2 separate regions of the Capsicum annuum genome follow, and region 2 is linked to region 1. Evidence: chromatin contacts called from public Hi-C data. All regions are on one chromosome and are shown on one strand. The core of a region is the stretch at or near the end of the contact, and the rest is flanking DNA. Distances in the headings are between cores, read along the strand shown. Region 1 holds the start of LOC107857557 (transketolase, chloroplastic). Region 2 holds the start of LOC107857556 (UDP-glucuronate 4-epimerase 3).

Region 1 (7,186 bases), core at 1,411-3,910:
TATATAATTGGTATTTGGTTCTTTGATATCTGTAGCTCTGGGGTTATGGTTTAGAAAGGTTTGGACTCTATATATATTTTCTATGTATTTTTGGGCTGTGTAGTTGTATATTTTCTTGTCTTGGTTTAGGCTGTCTCGGTATGTGTTAACTTGTGGGGGTATGAATAAATGGTCTTTTTGTGTTTTGGGGGTAAATGGTTTTTCAAATATTTTATTCATATTTGCATTCTGGTATCTTGGCCTATTAACTCCTTTGCTTGTACCTGCAGAAGTAGATTGATAGATGTTATGGGTTTTATGGAGTGTCCCAACGTCTCCTTCTAGCTCTGGACTTTTAATGTCTTCCGATCGACATAGCTCTGCACTCTGCTGAGTTAGCTGATTTGTAGCTATAGACTTCAGTTTATCTTCATTAGTCTTTAGCTTTTCTATCTCATTACCCATACTGTCCACTTTCATAGAAAGCGTAGTTAGGGTGTTAAGTATTTTTTCTAGAGTATCTTCCTCTACTATATCAGTCTGTGTAGCTTTGTCTTGATATGTAATCTGCAATAACATTTTTGTTAGTACTGATCACTTCAATTGTAAATGTGAAATTTAATATATTTAAAACTAGTCTTCGAATCTCTTTTGTTGTAACTGAATTTTGTATTTTCTTTGTTAGCCACCAACGTACCTGTGTATTATCTGTTCGTACAATAAATTTGTTATATACAATATATGGCTCAAATGATAATAAACACTTATATAATGAACATAACTCTTTTCTATTTATTTCCCATTTTATTTCTGTTTCGTTGAACGTACCTGAGTAGTATCTACAATGGTGTTCTATTTTTTCTGCTTCATATCGATATTTAAGTACTCCTCCGTAGCTATATTCACTTGCATCTGCTTCTACTATATATATAAATTTTCTATTTTCATCTGGAAATTGTAATTTTGGTAATTCTCTACAAAGTAATTTTATTTTTTGGACTTGTTTTTTATCTTTTTCATCATAGTTATATTCTATATCCTTTTTTAATTTTTTCTGTAGTGGTTTTAAGGTTTTAACCCTTTCTCTCCAAGAGCTAACCAACGGCTCACATTTTCAATTTAATCCACAAAAACACCATCCAAATTGTACTTCCCCAATATATATAATACTAGACATTGAAGGCCCGTGTAGCACGGGCTTAATAGATGTTATTTTTTTTAATTTCAATTAATGTGACACAAATATAATTTAGATAATTAATTATTAAAATAATTTTAATTATTGTGATTTATAATACTATTTCTTATATTTCAATTCAAGTGACACTGATATAATTTCAAAAGTTGACTTATGTGGAAGTAATATAATTTTGATAGTCAATCATATGTTTTATATTAACTCATCATTTTGTGTCTATTTTATGAAATATTATTAATTTTCTAATGCGATAATAATAGATAATTAGGGGTGATATAATAAAATTACGATTGAAGCAGCGAAAAACTCATGTCTTAAATAAATTATAAGAACTAATTAGAAGTAATATAATAAAATTACTATAAAAAACACTTGTGAAAAAAGCATAAATAGGCATCATATAACACATCAAGTTAATTTAAAAAAACAAAAAATAATTTAGTATTTTTTGTCAATTTTAAAGTTTTTATTAAATATTATAATTTTTTTAATACTTAAATAGCTTATAGTAATTAATTTGGAGTAATCTAGTAAAATTACGGTTGAAGCAGGCAACACAAGTAGACATGTCAATTATTTTATATTTTTATTTGATTTCACAAATTTTTTAATACTTAAATAACTTATGGTAATTAATTAGGGGTAATCTAGTAAAATTATGGTTAAAGCAACTGAAGGAAGCAGCACAAACAACTATGTTTTAAAGTTAATTTAGCATTTTTTTGTTAATTTTATGTTTTTTTATTAAATATTATAATTTTTTTAATACTTAAATAACTTATAGTAATTAATTTGGAGTAATATAGTAAAATTACGATTGAAGCATTCAACACAAGTAGGCATGTCGATTATTTTATATTTTTATTTGATATCACAAATTTTTTAATACTTAAATAACTTATAGTAATTAATTAGGGATAATATAGTAAAATTATGGTTGAAGCAACTGAAGCAAGCAACACAAGCAGGCATGTCGAAGACGTGCCTGCTTATTGACACTTATTATATATAGTAATATATTTTTTATTAAATATTATAATTTTTTTAATACTTAAATAACTTATAGCAATTAACTTGAAGTAATCTAGTAATTGAAGTAGGCAACACAAGTAGGAATGTCGATTATTTTATATTTTTATTTGATTTCACAAATTTTTTAATGCTTAAATAACTTATAATAATTAATTAAGAATAATTTATTAAAATTACTATTGAAGCAACTGAAGCAAGCAACACAAGCAATCACGTCTGAAAGTTAATTTAGTAATTTTTTGTTAATTTTATATTTTTTATTAATACTACATTTTTTAATATTTAAATAACTTATAGTAATTAATTTAGAATAATAAAATAAAATTACTATTAAAACATGCAATATAAATAGACATATCAATTATTTTATAATTTTATTTGATATCATAAATTTTTAAAAATAATATAATAAAATTATAATTGAAACAATTGAAATTAGCGCAAACAGGCATGTTGAACCTCTTATTGACACTTACTATATAAAGTAATATAAACTCTCTCATCCTCATCTTCCTCATTCAACAGACAAATTCCATATAGAGCCATGGCTTCATCTTCTCTCACTCTCTCTCAAGCTATCTTTTCTCCTTCTCTCCCTCGCCATGGCTCTTCGTCTTCTTCCTCTCCTTCTCTTTCTTTCCCCATTTTCTCTGGCCTTAAATCCACCCCTTTCACTTCCTCCCACCGCCGTTTTCTTCTTCCCTCCACATCCTTCACTAAACAGCAGCTTTCTGTTCGCGCCTCCGCAGCTGTAGAGACTTTGGAGAAAACTGATGCTGCACTTGTTGAGAAATCTGTAAACACTATTCGATTTTTGGCTGTTGATGCTGTTGAAAAGGCTAATTCGGGTCATCCGGGTTTGCCGATGGGATGTGCTCCAATGGGTCATATATTGTACGATGAAGTCATGAAGTATAATCCAAAGAATCCTTACTGGTTTAATCGTGACCGATTTGTTCTATCTGCTGGTCATGGTTGTATGCTTCAATATGCTCTTCTCCACCTCGCTGGTTATGACTCTGTTCAGGTCTAATTCTCCCTCGTCTCATATTATGTTTGATCTATTGGTTTGTTTTGTAGGTGAAAAAAATGTGTTTGTTACGTGAATTGCAGAAAATATTTTCAATGTAAAGGGAAAATCAGATGAACATTATTATCGATTACTCTTACTATGTCTCAATTTCTGTGGCATAGTTTGAATTTCGAGATTCAAACAGTTTAATTTTGACCATGAATTCAGGGTGTAATGTTTAAAGTTTTTGAAACAAAATTTATATATTGAAAACTACTTCAAAAAAATTATTATAAGTTACAATGATAGACAACTGAAGATGTTTAAAAGATATATGAAAGATTATGATCAAAGATCGACTGGTCTGAATCTTGAAATTTCAAAGGTGCCATATTATTTCAAAACTGTATCTTTATTAGTATCTCATCCATCCTATACATTTTACACCTTGGACAATTAACACATGCCAGCAATTTTTATTTCGTAATTCATCCTCTGTCTTGCTATTTTACGTTCAGAATTGGATGGATAGTTCTTCATCGGAAGAAAAGGTTTCAACTTTGGGGTGATTTTTTATAAATCATTGTTTGAAATTGAGGACATTTTGGACAATAACTGCTGATGTTTTAAGTTTCTATTGGAGGATTAATGATCTTTAAAGTTGGTATAGATATTGTTGTTTAAATGACCATCTATAGTCCAGTTCCGTTATATTATGATTTGAGTGTTACTGAAATTTAAACTAGTCATTTCTCATTCATTATGCATTGCTGATTATCTTTGCTACTACTAATTAATTAGGAAGAGGACTTGAAAAGTTTCCGTCAGTGGGGTAGCAGAATCCCCGGTCACCCTGAGAACTTCGAGACACCTGGAGTCGAAGTCACCACTGGTTAGTATATCTATGTACTTTGATACTATTGTTTTGTATTTATGTATCATGTTATACATTAGCTTCAATAATTTTGAGTTGGGTGTTGATATAACTGATTGTAATCTTCTTTTATTTGCTATTAGGTCCTCTGGGGCAAGGTATTGCCAATGCTGTTGGCTTGGCCCTTGCAGAGAGACACTTGGCCGCTCGGTTCAACAAGCCAGACAGTGAGATTGTTGACCACTACACGTAAGAGTGTTTCCTGGATCCCTAGACCGTTTTCATTCTGTATTGTCTAGTTTGACTAATGGCAATGGCGTTGGCTGTTCAGATATGTTATACTTGGTGATGGTTGCCAGATGGAGGGTATCTCAAATGAAGCTTGTTCCCTTGCTGGCCACTGGGGACTTGGGAAGCTGATTGCTTTCTATGATGATAATCACATCTCCATTGATGGCGACACAGAAATTGCTTTCACTGAGGATGTCTCTGCTCGTTTTGAGTCTCTAGGATGGCATGTGATCTGGGTGAAGAATGGTAACACAGGTTATGATGAAATTCGTGCTGCCATTAAGGAAGCCAAAGCTGTCAAAGACAAACCCACTATGATCAAGGTCGAATATGCACTTGAATTAAATAGTCTAAGAAGAGATTCTCAAAACACCAAACAACCATTGTCTTCTGTACCATATAGATTACACTTGTTTTTTTTTATATCTTTTTACTTTTTCTTATCACTCCCCCATTTTTTTGGTAACGCCTCTCATTACTTTGGCTGTTCCTTTTTCCCGACAGGTAACTACTACCATTGGTTTTGGCTCTCCGAACAAGGCAAACTCTTACAGTGTGCATGGCAGTGCACTTGGAGCAAAGGAAGTGGAGGCCACTAGAAATAACCTGGGATGGCCTTATGAGCCTTTCCATGTGCCTGGAGATGTGAAGACGTACTATAACATCCTCTTTTCCTAGATTGTTTTATGCTTTGCAGTCACTTATATTGGTATTATGTGCTTACTGCAGCCATTGGAGCCGTCATACGTCTGAGGGTGCTGCCCTTGAAACTGAATGGAATGCTAAGTTTGCTGAATATGAGAAAAAGTACCCAGAGGAAGCTGCAGATTTAAAATCCATCATTACTGGTGAACTACCTGCTGGCTGGGCGAAAGCTCTTCCTGTAAGTGATCTTTGTCTCCTTCTCATATTTTAACCCAAGTGTTCCTTTTTCTATAGACCATCTGTATAACAGTCCTTAACTTTTGATTGGGGTTCCCTATAGTTGTTTCTACTGCAGCAGGCAAGAGCTTTTCTTCAATTGTTTTTTCCAGACTTCATATTTCCTGAGCACCCTTCCCTAATTCTTGTTTTTTTGAAATCTAAGTTGCTCGGACTCTCCAAATATGTTGCCGCACCCGTGTCCGATCCTCTGAAAATGCACTACTTTTGAAGGATCCAACATGCACCCCATGACATTTTCAAAGAGTCCTAGCAACTTAGTTTGAAATAACTGTTTTAGTGTAACTGCTCTAAGTTCAGTTTTCCTCAAATGCATTGTGTTGGTAAAAACTGATAAATTCTGTATCTTTTGCAATATCAAGTTTATCTTAATTAATTATTTGCATGTTTCTTGATCTCAGACTTACCTTCCTGAGAGCCCAGCGGATGCCACCAGAAACTTGTCACAACAAAACCTTAATGCTCTTGCCAAGGTTCTACCTGGTTTCCTGGGTGGTAGTGCTGATCTTGCCTCATCAAACATGACTCTTTTGAAAATGTTTGGTGACTTCCAGAAGAACTCTCCGGAAGAGCGTAATTTAAGGTTTGGTGTTCGCGAACATGGTATGGGAGCCATATGTAATGGGATTGCTCTACACAGCCTTGGCTTGATTCCCTATTGTGCTACTTTCTTTGTGTTCACTGACTACATGAGAGGAGCCATGAGAATTTCAGCCTTGTCTGAAGCTGGAGTTATTTATGTTATGACCCATGATTCAATTGGTCTAGGAGAAGATGGGCCAACCCATCAACCCATTGAGCACTTGGCAAGTTTCCGTGCGATGCCCAACATTCTGATGTTCCGTCCAGCAGATGGAAATGAAACAGCAGGAGCTTACAAAGTGGCTGTCCTCAAGAGGAAGACACCATCAGTCCTTGCCCTCTCTCGGCAAAAGTTACCGCAACTTGCTGGAACTTCTATTGACGGAGTAGCAAAGGGTGGCTACATTGTATCAGACAATTCTTCAGGCAACAAACCTGACATCATTTTGCTTGGTACTGGCTCAGAGTTGGAAATTGCTGTCAAGGCTGCTGATGAACTCAGGAAAGAAGGAAAGACAGTGAGGGTTGTTTCCTTAGTTTCTTGGGAGCTTTATGATGAACAACCAGCTGACTACAAGGAAAGTGTTCTTCCAGCATCTGTTACAGCTAGAGTTAGCATTGAAGCTGGATCAACATTCGGGTGGCAAAAATTTCTTGGAGATAAAGGAAAAGCCATTGGGGTTGACGGATTCGGTGCCAGTGCTCCTGCTGACAGGATATACAAAGAGTTTGGTATTACAGCAGAGGCTGTTGTAGCTGCAGCTAAAGAAGTTTCTTAGGTGATGTCGGTTGTGATTCTTGGTTGCTGGTGGTCTACCAAATTTATTTCGTTAGGTTATGAGATGAAGATAATGGTGGAAACGATATCAAATAGACTCAGCACAGTTCACAGCCACCAGAGATTTTAAATAAGGGAGAAAATTTCCTCTGCACTTCTTTTTCTTCAGTTAAGTTGCAGAGCCACCAGAATGAATCCACGATGAGGATAGAAATTAGGCACATTGTTGTTCCTAAACTTGTACACTACATATCTTGAGTTTGTTATTTCATTTGGTTCATTGATAAAGATGTCATTTTCCCAATTGGAGTTTCGTGTGTGTCTGGCAATGGGATTTTGTTTTCCTTCGTTTTAATCCATTCAGAGTATTCTGATAAAAAAATAATTGAACTTTCTAGGCTAGCTTGATGATATGTTAAAGAGGAGGAACTCCCCAAACAGGGCAATTCTACTTCAAAATCAAGTTGCTCCTGTACACATTTTCCTGATACATTTTGG
Region 2 (7,186 bases), core at 1,176-3,675, 320 kb after region 1:
GAGATAATTTTTTAAAATTAAATAATTAAAAGAAAGATGAGAAAAGGTCAAAAAAAAAGAAAAAAGAAAAATAAGAATGGAGATCATAGAGAGATATCACATCATCTTCTCTATGGCCTTCCTTTCTATTATATATAGATTGTAACAAATGGGTTAATTAATATAAGTTTAATTGACAAAAATTTAATGAAAAATAGATTAGTCAATTTAAGTTGAATTGAGAAAAGAATGATGAAATTAATTCAACATAAGGTAAAATTCGATTTGGATCATTAAAGACTTTTATCTTCAAAGCTACCGTTAAAATAAAAAGAAAAATAGCATCGGTGCATGCATGCATTTGAAACTAAAAAGAAAATCTAAAATAAACTCTAATGAAAGGAAAGGCTGCGTATAATACACCCTTGTAGTGAGGTCATTTCCCGAATACTGCGCATAGCGATAGCTTTAGTGCACCAGACTGCCCTTTTTTAAAATAATTTCTAAGAAAAATATTATTTATTTAATTTTTTAAAGAAATTATTTGATTAATGTTAGAAATATTGAGATATTATCGAACGATCTTTACAACTAATATAATGTCACAAAAATAAATAAAAATAAAAAACAAGAATAGCAACAAGATTAAAAAAAAATTACAAATATAAAATTTAATGTTAATTTTGAGTCCGAACTCAATACGGGCCAAATACATCTAGTTCTCTCTAATAAGCTACGAGGGGAAAATCGAAAGCCTAATAAAGTATCTCCATATCAATTAAAAAAGATTCATTGAACCATCCCACAGCCAGTTGTTAGCTAGAACAGTTTATTGTAATTGCTTTCTTGACGCGGAGGATATGCAAAAGTCGCTTGAGTTTTGCTCTAGGATTTTTCAGTTTTGTATTCAAACTTGATAACCTCTTGAATGTGGTTCCTTGATTGTACATATTTTATAAGATAAAAAAGTGTATAAATGAAAAATAGAGTTACGTAAGTGAATTATAGAGAAAGAAATTGTAAAAATAGAATCATATACATGAATTATAAAGAGAGAAATTATAAAAATGAGATATTTATTATTATTTTAGAAATTTATGATATTGTGTAGTACTATAAAATAAAGTTGTAATTTTAAATAATTTATTCTAAACGGGATAAATGAACAAGGAATAATAGTTTGTATTAAATTTTTCTAAAAAAATAATAAAATTTTATATAATTTCATTAATTACATTGTTGTTTGACTTTCAGCTGGATTTCCTTACTAGTCCACCTCAAATCTTCGTTATTCTGTTTTTACTAAATTCTTCAAACCTCATTCTTTGTCCCTCCCCAATTAGCGGTCGTTTTGGCGAGTGTATAAAATTATGTAAAATATGATGTATTAGTAATGCTTATATTAATAATATTTATAATAAAATATAATATTTGTATTAATTAGGGGTGTATAGATCAAACCATCAAGTCAAACCAAATCAAAGAACCAAATCAAACCGAGAAAAAAAAATCAACTTATGATTTGGTTTGATTGATTTGGCGTTTGAAAAAAAAACCCGATCATTCTTGATTTGGTTTGGTGTTAACAAAAAAAAATCAAATCAAATCCAAATTAAACCTAATATATATATATATATATATATATATATATATAATTTAACTTCTTATACATAAAATTTATAATCTACTTTTTCAATTACTTTTATTAATTTTCAATATTTAGAAAGTTTATGTATATATATATGCTAATAAAATGATCCAAAACTCAATATAAACTTAAAACTTAAACTCTTCACTCTTCATCTTATTTGTTAGTTTCAAGAGAGTTTTTCGCTCCTTAGTTTTCATAATTGAGTTTTTCCATTAGCTAGCACATGAGTGAAAACATATTTGATCTACTTTTCAATCACAATATAATTATAAAAAATAAAGATTATAAGAAAAATGAGAATACTCGAAAAAACCGCAAGAACCGACTAAAACCTAACCCGAAAAAACCGATTTTATGTTGGTTTGATTTGATTTATAGTTTTAATAAACGACACAATCGATTTGGTTTTTATTCAATAAAAAACCAAACTAACCCGACCTATGTACACCCCTGCTGTTAGTTATGCTTATATTTTTCTTATGCAGTGTTTGGTTCGATGTATTAAAAAAATTAATTACATAATTTCTAAAAAAAAAAATTTTTTACATAATACCCTTAATATATATGTTGGAAAGAATGCGAAATTTTTTTTGAAGGGTAATAGGATCTTTAAGCATATTAATGAATGCGTAAGATCCATTATATTACTAATATTATGCATTTTAAGATATTAGTGATACACATCTTAATACACAATAGAGTATATAATTATTATTTGTATTAATTATACATAAACTAATAAAATATATCAAAAAAAGTACTAATAATACACATTAAATTAAAATGTATGCAGACACTCTACCAAACGAACCCTCAGTGCACATCCCCAATCTCTCTCTCTCCAATCACCCATTTTCCTAATGAATCATCATCCTCCAACAACAACCTATTAACAGTTCTTTCAAGAAACCATTAGGTTCCCATAAATAAAGGGGCTAAAGTTCCATATTATCCAGCTCCGTCATTGCCACCCCTTTTTCCCCCTTGTTTCTTTTCTCCATTTCAACTACCCAAAAATATCACAAATGGGGGGGAAAATGGGGGAATTTTCCAAACCCTAACACTTACTTAGCATTTTTCAAGAAAAGTTGCTGAAACCTTCAAGATTTCCCAAGAATAATATCACAAATGAAGCACATTGACAATATTCCATCAACCCCAGGAAAGTTAAAGGAAAAATCCCCTTACAATAGGCTCAGGCTATATTTTTCTGTAGCCAAGCTCACATTTTGGTCATTTGTCTTCTTGGGCTTGATCTTTGTATGCTTTTTCAGATCACCATCCTCGTCGTCCCCTGCCGGTTCAGATCTCTCGAGACGATCTCTTAGAACCAGCTCGTATGATGGCCCAGCTTGGGAAAAAAGGATTAAGTCCTCAGCAAAAGTCAGGTCAAGAAATGGTATTTCTGTTTTGGTGACTGGTGCTGCTGGCTTTGTAGGAACACATGTCTCAGCTGCGTTAAAACGTCGTGGTGATGGCGTAGTGGGGTTGGATAATTTCAATGACTATTACGATCCGTCTCTAAAAAGAGCTCGGCAATCTCTATTAGAGCATGCAGGGGTTTACATTGTAGAAGGTGACATCAATGATGTCACCTTCTTGAAGAAATTATTTGACGTTGCTCAATTTAGTCATGTGATGCATTTGGCTGCACAAGCGGGTGTAAGGTATGCCATGGAAAATCCTAGCTCATATGTGCATAGTAACATTGCTGGCTTGGTTAATCTCCTTGAGGTTTGCAAAAATGCTAATCCTCAACCTGCTATTGTGTGGGCATCATCAAGTTCTGTTTATGGAATGAATATTAAAGTACCCTTTTCGGAGATGGATAGAACAGACCAGCCTGCTAGTCTATATGCTGCAACTAAAAAAGCTGGTGAGGAAATTGCTCATACCTATAATCATATATATGGGCTTTCACTAACTGGATTGAGATTTTTCACGGTTTATGGACCATGGGGTCGGCCAGATATGGCTTACTTCTTTTTCACAAGGGATATTTTGAAGGGACAGTCAATATCCATCTTTGAGGCAGCTAATCATGGCACTGTTGCTAGGGACTTTACCTACATTGATGACATAGTAAAGGGTTGTTTGGGAGCATTGGACACGGCTGAAGAAAGCACCGGAAGTGGTGGGAAAAAGAAAGGCCCTGCTCAATTGCGGATGTTCAATTTGGGCAACACTTCTCCTGTGCCTGTTTCTGATCTTGTCAGCATTTTGGAAAGATTGCTAAAGGTAAAGGCTAAAAGATCAGTGATGAAGTTGCCAAGGAATGGTGATGTGCCGTTTACTCATGCAAACATAAGCTTTGCCCAAAGGGAACTTGGATATAAGCCTACAACAGATCTGCAGACAGGACTGAAGAAATTTGTTCGATGGTACATCAGTTACTATGGTGATGGAAAGAAGAGTGCCTAGTGATCATACATTCTTTCAATTGTGTGGTAGGAGTTCAATTCTTGTTCATTTTCATTCTTGTTATTGTTTGAGCATACATGTATTGCACTATTTTATTGATTTCAAATATTCTAATGATGCGATTCAAGGAGCATATACGATCCCACGATTAAGTTGTGTGATTGATGGACATTGTTTTCCAGGCAATTTAATCTGTATCAAATGCAACCTGAAACCAACTTTTTACCAGTTCCAGGAATGCCATTGTTGTAGTTTAAAGGATTTCATAATTGATTGACAGCTGCTGATTATGGACAATGGACATGTATAATCTTTATTAAATTATAATAATAGTAGCAGATGATAGTTCCATGTTAGAACTATTTGTGTATATCACACTTGGCTTGAATGTCTCTGTCTTATCAGAGCATAATCTTGTGTTCTAAGTATGTCTATTTGGTGTTTTCCATTTTGCACTATTTTTTGAATATCTATTCCTTTCTTATCTTGTTATCTCCGTGATCATTCTGTGTACATGATTTCTGAAGTGTTACACATCTTATTTTGGCTCTCAGATGAAAGATTCTACATTTTTAAAAGTTAACTGTTCAGAGTAGTAACAATAGATGAATGTATTGGCTGCTTTCTCTATTCTTTCTAAAATTTCCTTCTGTGGAGATTGGAGGAAAGGATTAGCCATTATGTATAACTAAAGATGATAACAAATATTGGCATGTAGTTAAGAAGCAAGATGACAATTACCGTTTGTGAGGCTTACCGTTCATCTTTGAAGCGCCTAGGGTTGACCTAGCTGTAAGTATTTTGTGAGGATTACCGTTGATCCTAAGCTAACCGTCTGGTTTTATGTCAGCAAGTTGTTATATGTGTGTACTTCTTCCTTTTATTTCTGACTTTTTAAGAATAAGTAAAAGCAGAAAGAGAGATACCAATATAACCAGAATGAACTTTTACTGAAGAAAGTTTCACGACCGATTGCTTGTATGTTGAAAGGGAAGAAATAACTGCAAACACTATCGGTAGACTTTGATAGCCCTCTCGATAGCATATTGAAATTTTGACAACTAGTGGCCGTTTTCTGTTGCCTCACTGTTTCCCCGGTCGTCAGGGCACCGATAAAAAAGAAGCAGCAGCAAATGTTATTAGTGTATTGTGGTTACCCTCTCATACCTTATTGGAGCTTTGAAACTAGTGGTTTGTTCCAGTTGCATCAGCATTTTTTCCATTGCTTCTGGAGCCAGCGTGGAAGGTAAGGAAAGGTGTAAAGTGGGAGACTGCTAGAGTTGTAACCCAAATTTTGTTGATCCGATCCTAAAAAGTTTGTGGTGCGATCCATGTTTGTGATTTTTCATGGGGTCTACCCGTGTTTATGATTTTTCATGGGGTCTGTAGTGGTATGGACCTGTATTGTATAAGTGCGTTTAGTGGACTATTTCGAATTGTTCTCATATACACGAAATTGAGACGATCGTTTCCATATTGTACTCCTCATTATAATGAATTCCTCTGCCTCTGCCCGTGGTTTTTCCCGCAAGGAATTTCACGTAAATTTGTGTTCTTATTTTTTTGTTTGCTTATAATTTGCTTATTCTGTCTTATTCATAACAGAGACACATTCAGTAATTGGCAAATAATATCCTAATAAAACTAGTCATACAAAATCTGGTCCTTGTCATCCTATAAACGTAAAAATGAATTGAACTTGTTTCTTTCTCTACCTTTTTACTTGTGTTGGGGTAAAAAAGAAACAGAAATTAATCATGTAGTAGAAGCGGGATAAACTTCTATTTTTTTCTCTCTAATTACATAATACCGTATTATTATCCCGAAAAAAAGAAAAAAAAAATGACACAGATTGAGCCATTAATGGTATATCCAGAGAGTGCGTTTCTCTTGTTTGCGTTACTGCTGCAGTGTCCTTGGAGCTATAATATTTGTATAAACTATGACTAAATCTAAATCTAAATTTCCCTTTCCAGAAGGAACATGAAGGTTTACAATATGTCCCTTATTCTTGTAAATTTCGTCCCCTCCCCCCCCCCCCCCCCCCCCCCCCCCCCCCGGTTTTTTGTTTTGGAAACGCTAGAAAAACCTACAACCGCTACAACCTCTGCCCTTCAAGTGAGCATTTTGTGCACACTGGGTAAACCCCTCACTGTGCAATCGCTCGTAAACCACACAGGAGATGTAAACCGCACTAGGTAAATCCTATGCGACAAGCTAGATTGAGGAGACCTTAGGGGGGATCGATACCGCGACCTCCGCTTTGGAAGTCACCCCGGAAACAATAAACTGTTCAAAAACTCTCCTTTTTTCTGTTTGAGTTTCAACCAAAATGCCTACTAATTGCCCATTTCAGTTTGGCAATGGGGCAAAGTTCGATTTCGCCCACTTTGCTTGATGCCTCATGTATTTTGTTGAGGATATTTCAGTAGTAGTTCCATTGCACAAACCATGGACTCAAATTTATATCAATATAAATTGTAAGTGGCAATCAATCTTGCTGATCAAATTCATCCTTGATATTCTTTTCTTCTGGTGATACTAAAGACTTGAACCAAAGCTCCTTCATGCATTAAACCTCATCCAGAAAAGCTTTGAAGTACTTGCTGCCTCAACATATGCAAAAAAGTTCTAGGTAAGTTGCATCGACAAACTATTCGACATTCACATGCAATCTTCCTGGTCTAAGAGCAGCCCAAAATCAGTTCACACTCAGCATGAAGGGAAGCTACTTTTTTCTCATCACCTACATATCAGGTAAAGAGGGTTATCGAGATCTGCCAAAATATCCAATGAAATAACCAAGGCAGCCACAAACTAACCTAAACACCATAATTAACAGCAAATGATTGCAGGAGCTGGACTGTCACACTTCGGACAACTCTACACTAGTATAGGCAGCTAGATCACCATAGAATACTAAGGAAAAACATTTTTTTGGAGGGATCAAGACCTTACTAATTTAACTGTCAAAGTAAAGCCACTATGCAAAATGCATTATACAAGCCTATAATATTTTTCATACAAGCCTAGAAAAGCCAGTAACAATACAAATGCAGTTCATTGAGCGGAAACTCATATTTTTCTGTTTCTGTAACTGCAATACAGAACATTAAGAACACCCAATCGGGATAG

What was found. A called contact is a pair of places that touch in the nucleus more often than the background predicts.
Region 2: a contact with region 1 is called in a Hi-C map of leaf, with 2.9 times the contacts expected there. The contact joins the promoter of LOC107857556 here to the promoter of LOC107857557 in region 1. A contact is called at or near these places in 2 of 5 Hi-C or Micro-C datasets (leaf and placenta).

Annotation. Positions count from the first base shown.
Region 1 is chr10:65,246,294-65,253,479 of UCD10Xv1.1, forward strand. LOC107857557 (transketolase, chloroplastic) reads left to right here and starts at 2,661. Exons shown (of 7, transcript XM_016702352.2): 1 at 2,661-3,236; 2 at 4,023-4,113; 3 at 4,239-4,344; 4 at 4,427-4,709; 5 at 4,891-5,039; 6 at 5,116-5,269; 7 at 5,730-6,992. The coding sequence starts at 2,754. The coding sequence ends at 6,689.
Region 2 is chr10:65,571,097-65,578,282 of UCD10Xv1.1, forward strand. It overlaps LOC107857556 (UDP-glucuronate 4-epimerase 3), which reads left to right and starts at 2,426. Exons shown (of 1, transcript XM_047397945.1): 1 at 2,426-4,184. The coding sequence starts at 2,759. The coding sequence ends at 4,051. LOC107857554 (40S ribosomal protein S13) reads right to left here. Exons shown (of 5, transcript XM_016702350.2): 5 at 6,492-6,797. The coding sequence ends at 6,797.